Linked DNA regions of Macaca mulatta: region 2 is linked to region 1. The links are chromatin contacts, called in public Hi-C maps. All regions are on one chromosome and are shown on one strand. Each heading gives the region's core, a stretch centred on a gene start, on an enhancer-like site or on the middle of the called end of the contact. The rest is flanking DNA. Distances are from core to core; before and after follow the strand shown. Region 1 holds the start of DCK (deoxycytidine kinase). Region 2 holds the start of UTP3 (UTP3 small subunit processome component).

Region 1 (6,532 bases), core at 164-2,663:
AACTTACATTGCTAAGTATAGTATATGGTCTTTCTACTGGTGCCTTAATTATGGAGCAATGAAATAAGAAGTCCTCTTTGAGAATGTATTTTTTTTCTATTGATTTGAATACTAAGCATCTGCCTGCCTTGTCTTTTTCAAGAAGGTACAGTGCTTTGAATGTGGTAAGAATTTTTAAAAATTTGCTGTATGCATGAATGACCAGCACCCAACCTGGAGCTAAAAAAATTAAAAAAAAAAAAAATCTATCAAAACAGGAAGTTTCAGGGGTAGGTTTCCTGAGGTTGGAAATACAGAAGAATCGGACGTTGGTGTGTATCTTGCAAAATGACCTAGTCTTAGCACCCCATCTGAGTTAACAGAAACGTTAGTGGTCTTCGAATCATAATCCAATGTTTACTTGGATGTGGAGTAAGGGGTGAGGAATTGCATGCTATTAAGATCATAAAAGACCTCTTTTCTTGTACTCGAATGTTTCGAGTTTCGTTAATAATATAGCTAAAATAATGTTTCGGTAATAACATAGCTAAAAAACTGTAAACAACCCAGAGGTCCACAACTAGAAAATCGATAAACGATGGTACATCCATGCAATGGAATACTACTCAGCAATAAAAAAAAAAAAAAAAAAAAAAAACTACACACACAAGTAACATGAATGAATTTCAAAAGCATTATGCTAAATGAAAGACGCCAGACACAAAAGGCGATATAGCCTATGATTCCATTTATATGGCATTCTGGAAAAGGCAACACTTGCAGGGATAGAAATCAAATCAGTGGGTGTCAGGGAATAGGAAGGGTGGAGGGCGCTGACTACAAAGGAGCAGGTAGGAACTTTCTGAGGTGATGAAAATGTTCTGTATTTCGATCGTGGTGATAGTAAAACGCATAATGTTTGTCAAACCTCATAAAAGAGTACACCTAAAAAGGGTGAATTTAATGTAAGTTACACCTCAAGAAATCTGATACCCTTCCCCCGCTTCCCTTTGCGAGTTCCCAACAAAGAGGGCGCAGAGGCTCAAAGCGCGCCTCACAGAGACCACAGGCCTGGCGCCCAGTCTGACTCCGGGGACCGCAGTCACCCCGTGGCGCGGGAGGGAAGGGAAGGAAGCTCTGGGTGGGAAAGGAAGCCGAGGGCGCGTCCACACGGCCAGGCTGGAGGGAAAGCCCTCACCGAGGAGCTGCACAGAGATGCGGCGAAGGGAAGCTTCAGCCACTGCCGCGACACCCCAGCCTTGCGTCCCACATTTCTGGAGGCTCCTTACCGATGTTCCCTTCGATGGAGATTTTCTTGATGCGGGTCCCCTCAGAGCTGGCTGAGAGAGACGGGCAGCTTCTCTTGGGCGGGGTGGCCATTCCTTAGTCTTGTGGCGGCCCAGAGCGCGTCCAGCAGAGAGGGCTGGGAGGCGGCCACAGGTACGCGCACTGGAGCTCGCGGCGCAGCCGAGGCAGATCCCGACCTGCCCCGTCCGCTAGTGAGCTCACAGGCCCGCCGGCGGGTGTCGGGGTTTGACTTTGGCGCGCGGAGGCAGCTGAGGACAGGGGCGGGCCTGTGGCGTGGCCCCGCCCTCCTCAGCCCACCGATCTCTGGTTGCCCCTCGGCCCTAGCCCGCCTCCAGCGCGACTCCCCGCATGGGCGCTTCGCACGCCACGTCACGTGGAGGCCGGGGCGGGGCCGCGCGTGTGGCGGAAGGCCTCTACCCTCGCAGCCAGGCGCCCGGGCGGGGCGCTGGAAGAGGTTCCGGAGTCGGGTGGGGAGGAAGGGTGGACGCCAGAGGCCTGAGGGCATTGGAGGACAGGGGGCGTCATCTGCAGTGGGCCGTGCCAGGCTTTGGAAAACCCGCCTCTCCAGTGGGCCTGCTGGAGATGAACAGACGCGTCTGGACAGAACTGGATAGACTTAAAGATTTGAACTCATCAGGGGAGAAGGCACTGTGTGGTAGGAAAATCAAATGGATTTACCCTGGCTTCTCAGCCTAGAGGAAGACTATGAAGCGAAGTTCCGCCCTCGGGAATCGCACTGCCCACTTAGAGAGCCAGGCTCTCTTCCTCTATGTGCTTTTCATTAATTCAGTCTAGTGGCGAAGATACTGTCATTAGCCCATTTACCTACTAGTGGGAAAACAGGCACTGGGAGGCTGCTTGTTCCAAGTGTCAAAGTCAATAAGTGAAACTGGGATGGGAATTTAGGTAGTCAGATGCCACCCACGGGAAGCCTTTCCAGATCTCCCATACCGCTTTCCATTTGATTTGGATGCACGACCATGCTGCATAGAAGTTAGCACGTTGGGTAGGTAGGTTTCTGTTCGGCTGTTAGCCTGCCTAACACCTGGCACATAGGTAACAAAATGTACTGTATGTTGAATTTTTGAATGCCTACTTATGTGCCATGTACTCTGCTGGGACAAACGCAGTGTAGGATTTGTCCCAGCTCGATGAGTGCATTTTTAGTCAGGGTAAAGACCTAATGAGGCAAGAGACTAGGGAATTAGGGTAACCAAGGGTTAAGGCATAAGCAAAAGAACAGCAGGTGCAGCCAGTTCTAGGCAAGACTAGGCAGCATACAGGCCACACCTTCACTCCTGTGATTACAAGACAAAAGTTTCCGCCGGGCGTGGTGGCTCACGCCTGTAATCCAGCACTTTGGGAGACCGAGGCGGGCGGATCACGAGGTCAGGAGATCGAGACCATCCTGGCTAACACGGTGAAACCCCGTCTCTACCGAAAATACAAAAAATTAGCCGGGCGTGGTGGTGGGCGCCTGTAGTCCCAGCTACTCTGGAGGCTGAGGCAGGAGAATGGCGTGAACCCGGGAGGCGGAGCTTGCAGTGAGCCAAGATCGCGCCACTGCACTCCAGCCTGGGCGACAGAGCGAGACTCTGCCTCAAAAAAAAAAAAAAAAAAGACAAGTTTCCGCATCAGCCTGCTTTTCTCAGCCATCTCCATTTCAGCCTCTGATTGGTCGCAGGCCAATCTTTCATAGGGTGTAATCAATTGCCTAGGGGTCTATCAAATTCTTTTAGCCTAGTAAACCTTAAGAACACTGCAGTTGGGACTCTTGAAGGACTTCCTTCGCTTCAATAAATTTTGTGCTTTTGTTACTCCGTTTTGTTGCTTTGTCTTTCGTTGCTTCCTTCTTTTGTTGCTTTGTTTCTACGTTTTGTTCAATTCTTCAACACGCCAAGAACCCAGACAATTCAGAGTCAAGACTTCCCATTCAGTAACACTAATAAACCGGATATTACCCAGTCTAGAAGTTATCTGGTCCAAATTGTCTACAGAAACCAAAGGCCTTGCTATTCTTTTTTTACACTGCAACTACCATGAGACCTGAAAAGGATCTAAATGTGTAGCCAAAAGGGGAAAATGGTGACTCCATCCTCAGAAATAAAGAGCAGAAATTAAATCTGAATCCTTGGCGATCACATTTTCCAGGATTAAACAGCAAGTATCATTCTATGTAACTGCCCTATATTACTGTTATGCAATTATTTTGTATGTATTACTTTTACTTATCCCCATAGTGATTAATAGCAAGATCCTAGGAATCGAAAAGGCCTGAATAGTTGTCATCAGGTATAGCAAGGAAGTTGGGAGAAAGGTGCTGGGGAAGCTACTAGCTATCACATTCCACCGCCAAGCTTGGGGGAAAACTCATGAAATGGTAATACTGGCGGCTACCGAGAGAAGGAAGGCAAGTCTCTGAGACATTCAACAGGGAAGCAGAGCTGGTCCTGGATGCATGTCATAAAGAGGCTTGGGGTTCCAAGGAGTAGAAATCTCCAAGTGTGGTTTCCACAAAAAAGACCCACACAGGAAGTATCTTAAAATGATGAAGAGTTTAAGCACTGGAAAATGAAAGATGTCAAACACCAGTTCTACCAGTTTCTGGCTGTGAAAACTTGAATTCATCTAAGCTTAAGAGTATACTTTGAAAAATACAAATGTGGGAGGCCAAGGCGGGTGAATCGCTTGAGCCCAGGAGTTTGAGACTAGCCTGGGCAACATGGCAAAACTCTGTCTCTACAAAAACTACAAAAATTAGCTGGGCGCCTGTAGTCCCAACTATTTGGGAGGCTGAGGTGGGAGAATTACCGAAGCCAGGGAGTCAAGGCTGCAGTAAGCCAAGATCATGCCACTGTACTCCAGTGAGACCCTGTCTCAAGTAACAACAAAGTAAATGGGGGAAGCAAAGAATCTAGCTTTTTTTGGCATTAAGTCCAGCATAATTTCCCATTTTCCTACATGACCTGGGGGTACACAAGGAGAGACAGGGAAAAGCACTTTTCAAAACACCTTGATTTTTGGTCCACAATCTCTTATCTAAAACCCTGGCAGCCAGATGTTTCAGAATTTAAAACTTCTAGAAAAGATTTTTAGAAAAGAAATTCAAAACTTTGGAACTGGCTGGGTGCAGTGGCTCATGCCTGTAATCCCAGCACTTTGGGAGGCTGCGGCAGGTGGATTCCTTGAGCTCAGGAATTCGAGACCAACCAGGGTAACATGGTGAAACTCACAGAAAAAATACAAAAATTAGCTGGTTGTGGTGCCACGCACCTGTAGTCCCAGCTACACGGGAGGCTGAGGTGGGAGGATGGCTTGGGCCTGCAAAGTTTTAGCTTTAGTGAGCTATGATCGCACCACTGCACGCCAGCCTGAGTGACACAGCAGCAAGACCCCATCTCAAAAATAAAATTTGGAATCCAAAGTTAAGAAATACAGTGCATATACTGTATATATTAAGTAAGCACCCCCACTCCCCCTGCAGAGGTGTTAAATGAAATGCACTAATATTTTGCAGTGAAACATAAAGAGTGTTAACATTAAGTGGGATAAAGACTATTAACATCTGGTCAGATTATGTTTGCACTAAATTCAAAAAAAAAAAAAAAAAAACTTTTGGGGCCAAGCACAGTGGCTCATGCCTGTAATCCCAACACTGTGGGAGGCCAAGATAGACAGATTACCTGCGTCAGGAGTTCAAGACCAGCCTGGCCAACATGGCGAAACCCTGTCTCTACTAAAGATACAAAAACTAGCCGGGCATGGGGGCGTGTGCCTGTAATCCCAGCTACTCGGGAGGCTGAGGCTGGAGAATCGCTTGAACCCAGGAGGCGGAAGTTGCAGTAAGCCAAGATCACGCCACTGCACTCCAGCCTGGGTGAGAGAGTGAGACCCCGTCTCAAAAACAAACAACAACAACAACAAAAAAAACTTTGGTTTTCTGAGCTTTTCAGGTTTTGAAACTGCAGATAAGAGACAGGACACAGAGCACCCAGCCAGTCATGAGTGTGCTGCCACCTTAATCCTTTCTTGCCAGAAATTTTACTACTCCTTCAATTTGGGAATTCTTTTTCTCCTATGGGAATTCTAGTCTAACTAAAGAACGAGACAGGGTCCTGACTGACAACATACAGGTTTATTAGGAAAACTTAATCAAATCAGAAAATAATAAAAAGAAAAAATAAGAGACCCTGAACATTGATAGTAAATAGTGGTTACACAGCCCATGAGTTTGTCTACACAAACGCAATGACTTCTGTAAAATGATTTTTATCAACTTAATAAGTTGGTTATAAATTTCCCCTTGTAATCTTCATTAGTGCCTAGAAAACGGGGTACAGAAGCAATCATAAATGCAAGAGTGGGAGTCAGGGTGCTTCCTGCAAATCTGAAATCTGAAAGCAAAATAACATACTAGAAGAGCATAGAAGTCATCAGATGTATATAGCTTAGTAAAGAAAACTGTTTTGCTACATGCTTGTAAAGTGGATTGAGGTCATCAAGAAAATGTGACACTGTATTCATCATGCTGTAATAGGAGCATGTACAATTTCTTTTTTTTTTTTTTTGAGACGGAGTCTCGCGCTGTCACCCAGGCTGGAGTGCAGTGGCCGGATCTCAGATCACTGCAAGCTCCGCCTCCCGGGTTCACGCCATTCTCCTGCCTCAGCCTCCCGAGTAGCTGGGACTACAGGCACACACCTGTGCCCGACTAATTTTTTAATATATTTTTTAGTAGAGACGGGGTTTCCCTACATTGGCCAGGCTGGTCTCAAACTCCTGACCTCGTGATCCACCCGCCTCGGCCTCCCAAAGTGCTGGGATTACAGGTGTGAGCCACCATGCCCGGCCCACAGGGCGTTTTTATAGCATGCAGACACAGTCCACAACAGCACTGGCTAGCATTTCAACTAGTCTTTCTCCCAAGTATCATTAGTGACTTTGAGCAACTGTGGCTACTACCATTAAATATTCTTAACCTAAAGATTCAAACACAAATGCCTCTAACATAAATACTTCTGATACTCTGAGAAGACTTCTAAAATACACATTTTGGCCGGGCATGATGGCTCATGTCTGTAACTCCAGCACTTTGGAAGGCCTAAATAAGACCAGCCTGGCCAACATGGTGAAACTCTGTCTCTACTAAAAATACAAAAAAATAGCCAGACATGGTGGCATATGCCTGTAATCCCAGCAACTTGGGAGGCTCAGGCAGGAGAATCACTTGAACCCAGGAGATGGA
Region 2 (6,976 bases), core at 470-2,969, 320 kb after region 1:
AGACAAATTTCCCTGTGGACAAGAATTTTTAAAATTTAAAGTATTATATATTAATACAATCACTTTAGTTAAAAGTAAAAATGTATTGATCCACAATTGCCAAAAACTTATGCTAAGCAAAAACTTCATTTAAGCTTAATGCTCTTTTTAACTCCTGCACGAATGCCAGATAATTCACCACTATAACGTTGCTCTTCTTTACGAACTTCACGAACCTGGCCTCTTCTTCGAATTTTGGCTCTTCTGAACTTCTCCCTGTGTTTCACTCTGGGATTGCGGTCAATCTTCTTTCTCCTAGGAGTAAGTCCCCTATTTTTAGCAATTTGATAGGTAATGGCTCTCTTTGCATTTTGATCTTCAACAGCCTGTTCTTCAGTGCTATTTTCTTCTTTCTTTCTCTTTAGCTTTTGCCTGTCTTCTATTTCTTTATAGTACTTCAGTTTAGCTTCTTCATCAAAATCAGAATCATCAGAAAGATCTGTAACAGCACAGGCAGCAGCAGAAGTCTTTGAAACAGACTTTGGTTTGGGCTTGGTGGATTTTGCTTCCGGAATCAGTTCTTTCTTTACAGCATCATCCTTAAGTGTCAACAGATAACGAATTTCTGCGGACAGCTTCTGATCCACAACTGACAGCTTGTTGATCAAATTTCGGTAGGTAACAAGCCTTTCTATGACAGGATGTCCATGTGCTGGGACTCTCCTAGCTTTCAGGATCAAATAAAAACTGATGTTCGAACAATAATTCAAGTAGAGGTTGTACTTGGTCCTCAAATATTGGCTTCCTTTTCCAGGTGGAATGATCCCTTGTTCCACCAACTGTAACAATGGCTCCAGCTCATCCTTCACCTCTGTCAGCTTGACTTTCAGGTCTTCTATCAGCTCCAAGAGTTCTGGGGATTCCTTTCGCAACATTTTCAGCTTCTCCTTCACTGAAACTTTAGCCAAATCCTTCACGACCCGTGTCTCAGTCTCATCTACCTGAGGCACTGGTTTTGCAAAGGCCTCAACCCAGGCGACACCAAAATCGTCCTCTTGCAGCGCTTGGGCTAGGCGCCGCTGAATGATCTGTGCCTCCTCCTCCTCCTCTCTTTCCTCCTCCTCTGCCTCCTGTTGACCCTGCCGGCCTCGGGACTTGGAACCATAGTCCGTGTCATAGTAAAGTTTTTTCCTCTGACCCCACGACAAACTGGGATCCACAGAGGCCTCAGCATCACTCTGCACGGAGCTCCCACCATCATCATCGGCATTCTCCTCCTCCTCCTCCCCCGCACTCCCCCCATCTTCGTCGTCCTCATCGTCCACATCTAGGGCTAGCACCTCCTCCTCCTCCTCCTCGCCATCCTCCTCGTCTCCACTCTGTTCTTCATTCCAGCCCTTAGCTAAGGCGGCCCGGGATCGTGCCTCATGAAAGTCATCTACCTGATCTTGGTAGTAGCTGGTGTCCCCTGGTGAGGGTGGCAATCCTAAATCATCTCCGTTTTCGTCGGTGAGCGTGGGACCTGCCTTGGCTCGCACAGCTGCCCACTTAGCTGCTCCGCGCCGCCGGGATCTCCCCACCATGGCTCACAATCTCAGGTTTTACAGCGACTCCGGACTTTCGGCCACCTCTGACTTCGGTGCAGGAATCAGACGCTCCGATAACTCGTGGCTTTAAACAGCCGCGCGCTCCCCCGCCACCAGAGTTTGCAGACTCAGGATCCGCTACAGGAATTTCTTTTACCTTCCGGCCCCCAGCATGCTCTCCGCGTGGCGTACGATTCAGGACTTCCGCTCGGTCCCTTAGGCGAGGTCACGTTGATACCAACTTCCTTTTCGCTGTGCCCTTTGACGCCAGTCGATTCCGGTGAATTAAAATCTTTCCGTGTGGAAACGATAGGATAAGGAAGTTCCGTTCCACCGAACCCTTTCTTGGGGCTCATGCGCTTATTCTGGAGTGCCTGGACGTGGCTGGCGGACGGAATCTTGACGGCACCTCCAGGCGAGATCCAGACGGCCAATAGAGGGCGCTGCGCTTTACGCCCTGGAGAAGTCGTGGGGGCATTCCATGGAGTTTTAACTGCGCGTGTACCTGGCATTTGCGACCGGCAGGCGTGTGCTAGTGTAGTTCTCCTGCTCCCTTGTTTTCTCTTTTCTGCTTATCAGGCTGGAAGTTAATCAGATTGTTTTTCTCTCATACCCACCCCCCCGCCCCACCACCACATTTCTGGGCACCACAGCCTCAGGCAGCGCCGCTAGACTCCAGAATCCCGCGGGAGGTTTCCGGGGGAGAGCGCAGGCCGGACCTCCGGCTCGGGTTTACTCATCCCCCTCGCCCTCTCCCTGCTTACAGAGCTCGGGGACCCGCTCCATGGGGATCGATAAACCTAGATGACCCTGAGGCTGACGGTGGGAAGGCAGAGCCCCACTGCAGGGTCTGACTCTTCTCGAGGAGGTCTGCCCTGAATGTTAGAGTAATTCAGGGTGTAAGTTTTTAGGCATTACATATGCAAGGTTCGGGGTTAGTATTATGATACCTTTTAGTGTAGGTGGTTGGAAGCTGAACTTTTGATATGTTGCTAAAATTAATGGTGACATGGCTGGGCGCGGTGGATTACGCCCGTAATCCTAAGCACTTTGGGAGGTCGAGGTGGGTGGATCACTTGAGGTCAGGAGTGCAAAATCAGCCTAGCCAACAATGGTGCAACCCAGTCTCTACTAAAAATACAAAAAAAATTAGCAGGGCTTGGGGGCGGGCACCTGTAATCAATCCCAGCTACTCGGGAGGCTGAGGCAGGAGAATCACTTGAACCCGGGAGGCGGAGGTGGCAGTGAGGCGATATCGCACCACTGCACTCTACCCTGGGCGACAGACGGAGACTCTGTCTCAAAAAAATAAATAAAATAAAATTAATGGTGACAATTTCTTTCTGTTTTCTTTTCTTTTCTTTTTTTTTTTTGAGACAGAGGCTCGCTCTGTCGCCAGGCTGGAGTGCAGTGGCGATCTCAGCTCACTGCCACCTCCGATCCCCTGGTTCAAGTGATTCTCCTCCCTCAGCCTCCCGTGTAACTGGGATTACAGGCACACGCCACTACCCCCAGCTAATTTTTGTATTTTCAGTAGAGACGGGGTTTCACCATGTTGGCCAGGATGGTCTCGATCTGCTGACCTCGTGATCCGCCCGCCTCGGCCTCCCAAAGTGCCGGGATTACAGGCGTGAGCCACCGCATCCGGCCAAAGGTGACAATTTCTTTGCAGAAAGTATAGTGTCATTAGGTTAATAGAAATAATGCAAAATTTTAGAAAAGTGATACTTTAAACATTTTCCAAGTGCCTAAAGGTGTCTGAAACATTTTGAAATTTTTACAAGATTTTAGAAAATAAAATTTAGAAAGATGTGGGCAAAAGTTATGTTCTGATGGTAAGCATGAATTTATTTCTTAATGTAAATTTTAGTACATTTTGCCATTTAGCAGATATTAACTGCTTACTCTTTGTTGCAGAATGCCACAGACAGTAGTGGATCCAAAGATGAATCAGCTAGTTAAGGACTTTATAATCAGGTAGAAAATAAGACGCTCATACAGATTACCGGAATACAAGGCAGTGTATGATGTAAACCCAGTGCTGTAAGAGAACGGAGGGGTAAGAGATAACCTTTAGATTGCTGTTTTGGGAATATTGCTTAAAGAATATGACATCTGTGCTAGGACTGTAGTTATTTCCTTGCTTTAAATGTTAAATTTTCATTATTTAAACATTAAGTTTTATTTAGACACATAAAACAAATACTAATTGTTCATTTTAATTGCAGATTATTTGAGAATTTAGTCAGGCTTCAAGACTAAAATGCATATTTTATTATAGATAAGTTAGAAAAATATTTTGGATATTGTAAATGGGAATGATCATATTAATATTATTTAGTTTATACTAAATATTAAATTTCCTATCAGAACAGAGTTGCAGTATTCAATGCATATTCAGAGAGTATTGTATTCTAACATTCTCAGAGCCTTTGTTTTTAGAGACAGGTGCTTGCTATGTTCCCCAGGCTGGATAGAACTCCTGGGCTTATGTGATCTCCTGCCTCAGCCCCCTGAGTAGCTGAGACTAAAGGTGCAAGCCGCTTCACCCAGTTTTTCAGATCCTTTTGATAAAGAACAGTTGATTCTCCTGCCTCAGCCTCCCACGTAGCTGGGATTACAAGCACCTGCCACCACACCTGGGTAATTTATCTGTTTTTAGTAGAGATGGAGTTTCACCATGTTAGCCAGGCTGGTCTCAAGCTCCTGACTTCAGGTGATCTGCCCATCTCAGCCTCCCAAAGTGCTGGGATTACAGGTGTGGGCCATTGCGGCCAGCCAATTTGAATCTTTATTATGTTATTGCAATATCTGACTCAGGAGTTAGCAAGCTACACTAATGAGAGCCAGCAGGTTTTTTTTTTTTTTTTTAATATTCTTTTTGCCTTACTCTAAGCCCTTTATGGGATTTTCTTACTATGGAAATTAGGGAGTCTGTGAATGACACATTAGGTGATGACACATTAGGATACTTCTTTCAGGGCATTTGTTCTGGGTGTTGGAGGTATTGTATGATCACATTAGCTTAAACTAATCTTTATTTCTTCCTGGACTGTTGAAGCAATTATAATTAATAATAGCTAACACTGAGAGTGGTTATTATGTGCTAGATACCGTTGTAAGCTCTTGAAACCATTATAACCCTGTGAAAAGTTACTATAATAATCTGTAATTGGAGATGAGAAAATTAGGCACATATAGCTTAAGTGAGGTCATAAAGCTGATAAGTGTTAGAACTAGATTTAAACCAGAACAGTCCGGCTTCAGAATCCATGCTGTGCTATAGCTAAGTACTATACTAAACTGGCTTTCAACTTTTCCTTTAATAGGTCTCCTTTTAGTCTCTGGTACATTTGATCTGGTACATCAGATATATCTTCCTAGAATATCATTTCTGTCACCCCATATCCTGGTTCAGAAACTTTCATTTCCTATCAAGATAGTAAAAACTCATTTATTAACAGCATACATGGCTATCCTGAAGTTTTACCCCAAAACAACCTTTCCAGCCATACCTTTCATTACTACAAAAACCTTCAATGCTAACCTAAGTACTCTACTATGCTTTATTCTCATTTGTAACTTTACTAATCTTCTGGGTGCTCAGAATTACCTGTATCAGAAATTTACAAATCATTGCAGATATCTTTTTGTTTAAGAAATTCTCACGTAAGCCCATCTATAAGAGGACCTGTACGAGGCTATTTGAAAAGTTATTTTTGGTAGCAGCAAGTTAGAGACAACCTGGATATCCATCACTGGAACAGCGGATCAATAAAATGTTGTGGAAGAATAGCATGGAATTTAGGAGCATAGAGTGATCATACATTCTGGCTTGCCCTAGGATGACCTTGTTTAACCTGTTATCCCAGTGTAATTATTCATAGCACCTCCTTTCACTCTCATGATTAAGATGATAATTTTTTTTTTTTGAGACAGAGTTTCACTCTTGTCACCCAGGCTGGAGTGCAATGGCACAATCTCAGCTCACTGCAACCTCCGCCTCCCAGATTCAAGCAATTCTCCTACCTCAGCCTCCCGAGTAGCTGGGGTTACAGGCGCCTGCCACCAAGCCTAGCTAATTTTGGTATTTTTAGTAGAGACGGGGTTTCACTATGTTGGCCAGGCTGGTCTCGAACTCCTGACCTCAGGTGACCCACCCCTCATCCTCCCAAAGTGCTGGGATTACAGACTTGAGCCATCATGCTTGGCCAAGATGATACATTTCATAGACATTTTAACTATATAGTAATTGGAAGCAGTAGTCCATATGGCAACATGAATGGAACTTTAAAACAATGTGCTAAGGGAAAAAAGTAAAAAATAGAACATAATAAATAATATACCATTCACAAAAATTAAAAATGCAGGCACAATAATATAACAATACACATTTTGCAGGAATATAATCAAACAAAATAATATACATTAAACACAAAAGAATAGCTGCTTATGGAAGATGAAGAATGGGATAAGGGTTGGATATTAAAAGGAATAGAAGAGGACATTTCCACAGACCAATAATAATGTGCCAGGAACTGAGGAGAATAATTAACTGCACCTGAGATTTCATTAAAAAACAAATGAGCAAACAAAAAAGGACTATATCAATTCATAACTTAAAATCCTGCAGAAGCTTCCCAACGTCTATAGCAGGGGTGTCCAATCTTTTAGCTTCCCACTGTCTGTAGCAGGGGCGTCCCATATTTTAGCTTCTCAATGTCTATAGCAGGGGTGTCTAATCTTTTAGCTTCCCAATGTCTATAGCAGGGGTGTCTAATCTTTTAGCTTCCCAATGTCTATAGCAGGGGTGTCTAATCTTTGGCTTCCCTGGGCCACACTGGAAGAATAATTGTCTTGGGCCACACATAAAATATAGTAACACTAACAATAGGTCGCCAGGCGCGGAAACTCACACCTATAATCCCAGCACTTTGGGAGGCTGAGGTGGGCAGATCGCCCCAGGTCAGGAGTTCGAGAGCAGCCTGGCCAACATGGTGAAACCCTGTCTCTACTAAAAATACAAAAATTAGCCAAGCGTGGTGGTGCACGCCTGTAATCTCAACTACTCAGGGGGCTGAGGCAGAAGAATCGCTTGAATCCGGGACGCAGAGGTTGCAGTGAGCCAAGATTGCGGCACTGCACCCCAGCCTCGGTAAAAAAGCTAGACTCCATCTCAAAAAAAAAAAAAAAAATTGCAAAAGAACTTACAATCTTTTAAGAAAGTTTACAAATTTGTGTTGGGGTGCGTTCAGAGTTGTCCTGGGCTTCGTATGGCCTGCAGGCTGTGGGTTGGACAAGCTTGGTCTACAGGATCAAATTCATATGCTTCATCGCCACAGTCCTGCATAGATCTCAAACTTCCTCTCTATCAGTTATGTGTAATTGTGCCTGATTTGTGTTGTTAGGTG

What was found. A called contact is a pair of places that touch in the nucleus more often than the background predicts.
Region 2: a Hi-C map of CD4 T cells shows a contact between it and region 1, with 7 times the contacts expected there. The contact joins the promoter of UTP3 here to the promoter of DCK in region 1. A contact is called at or near these places in 2 of 14 Hi-C or Micro-C datasets (CD4 T cells and fetal cortex germinal zone).

Annotation. Positions count from the first base shown.
Region 1 is chr5:62,851,751-62,858,282 of T2T-MMU8v2.0, forward strand. DCK (deoxycytidine kinase) reads right to left here and starts at 1,414. Exons shown (of 7, transcript NM_001257554.1): 1 at 1,269-1,414. The coding sequence starts at 1,359.
Region 2 is chr5:63,167,165-63,174,140 of T2T-MMU8v2.0, forward strand. UTP3 (UTP3 small subunit processome component) reads right to left here and starts at 1,720. Exons shown (of 1, transcript XM_001105717.5): 1 at 1-1,720. The coding sequence starts at 1,562. The coding sequence ends at 126. It overlaps LOC144341169 (a long non-coding RNA gene), which reads left to right and starts at 1,927. Exons shown (of 3, transcript XR_013417952.1): 1 at 1,927-2,102; 2 at 3,100-3,219; 3 at 3,483-3,624.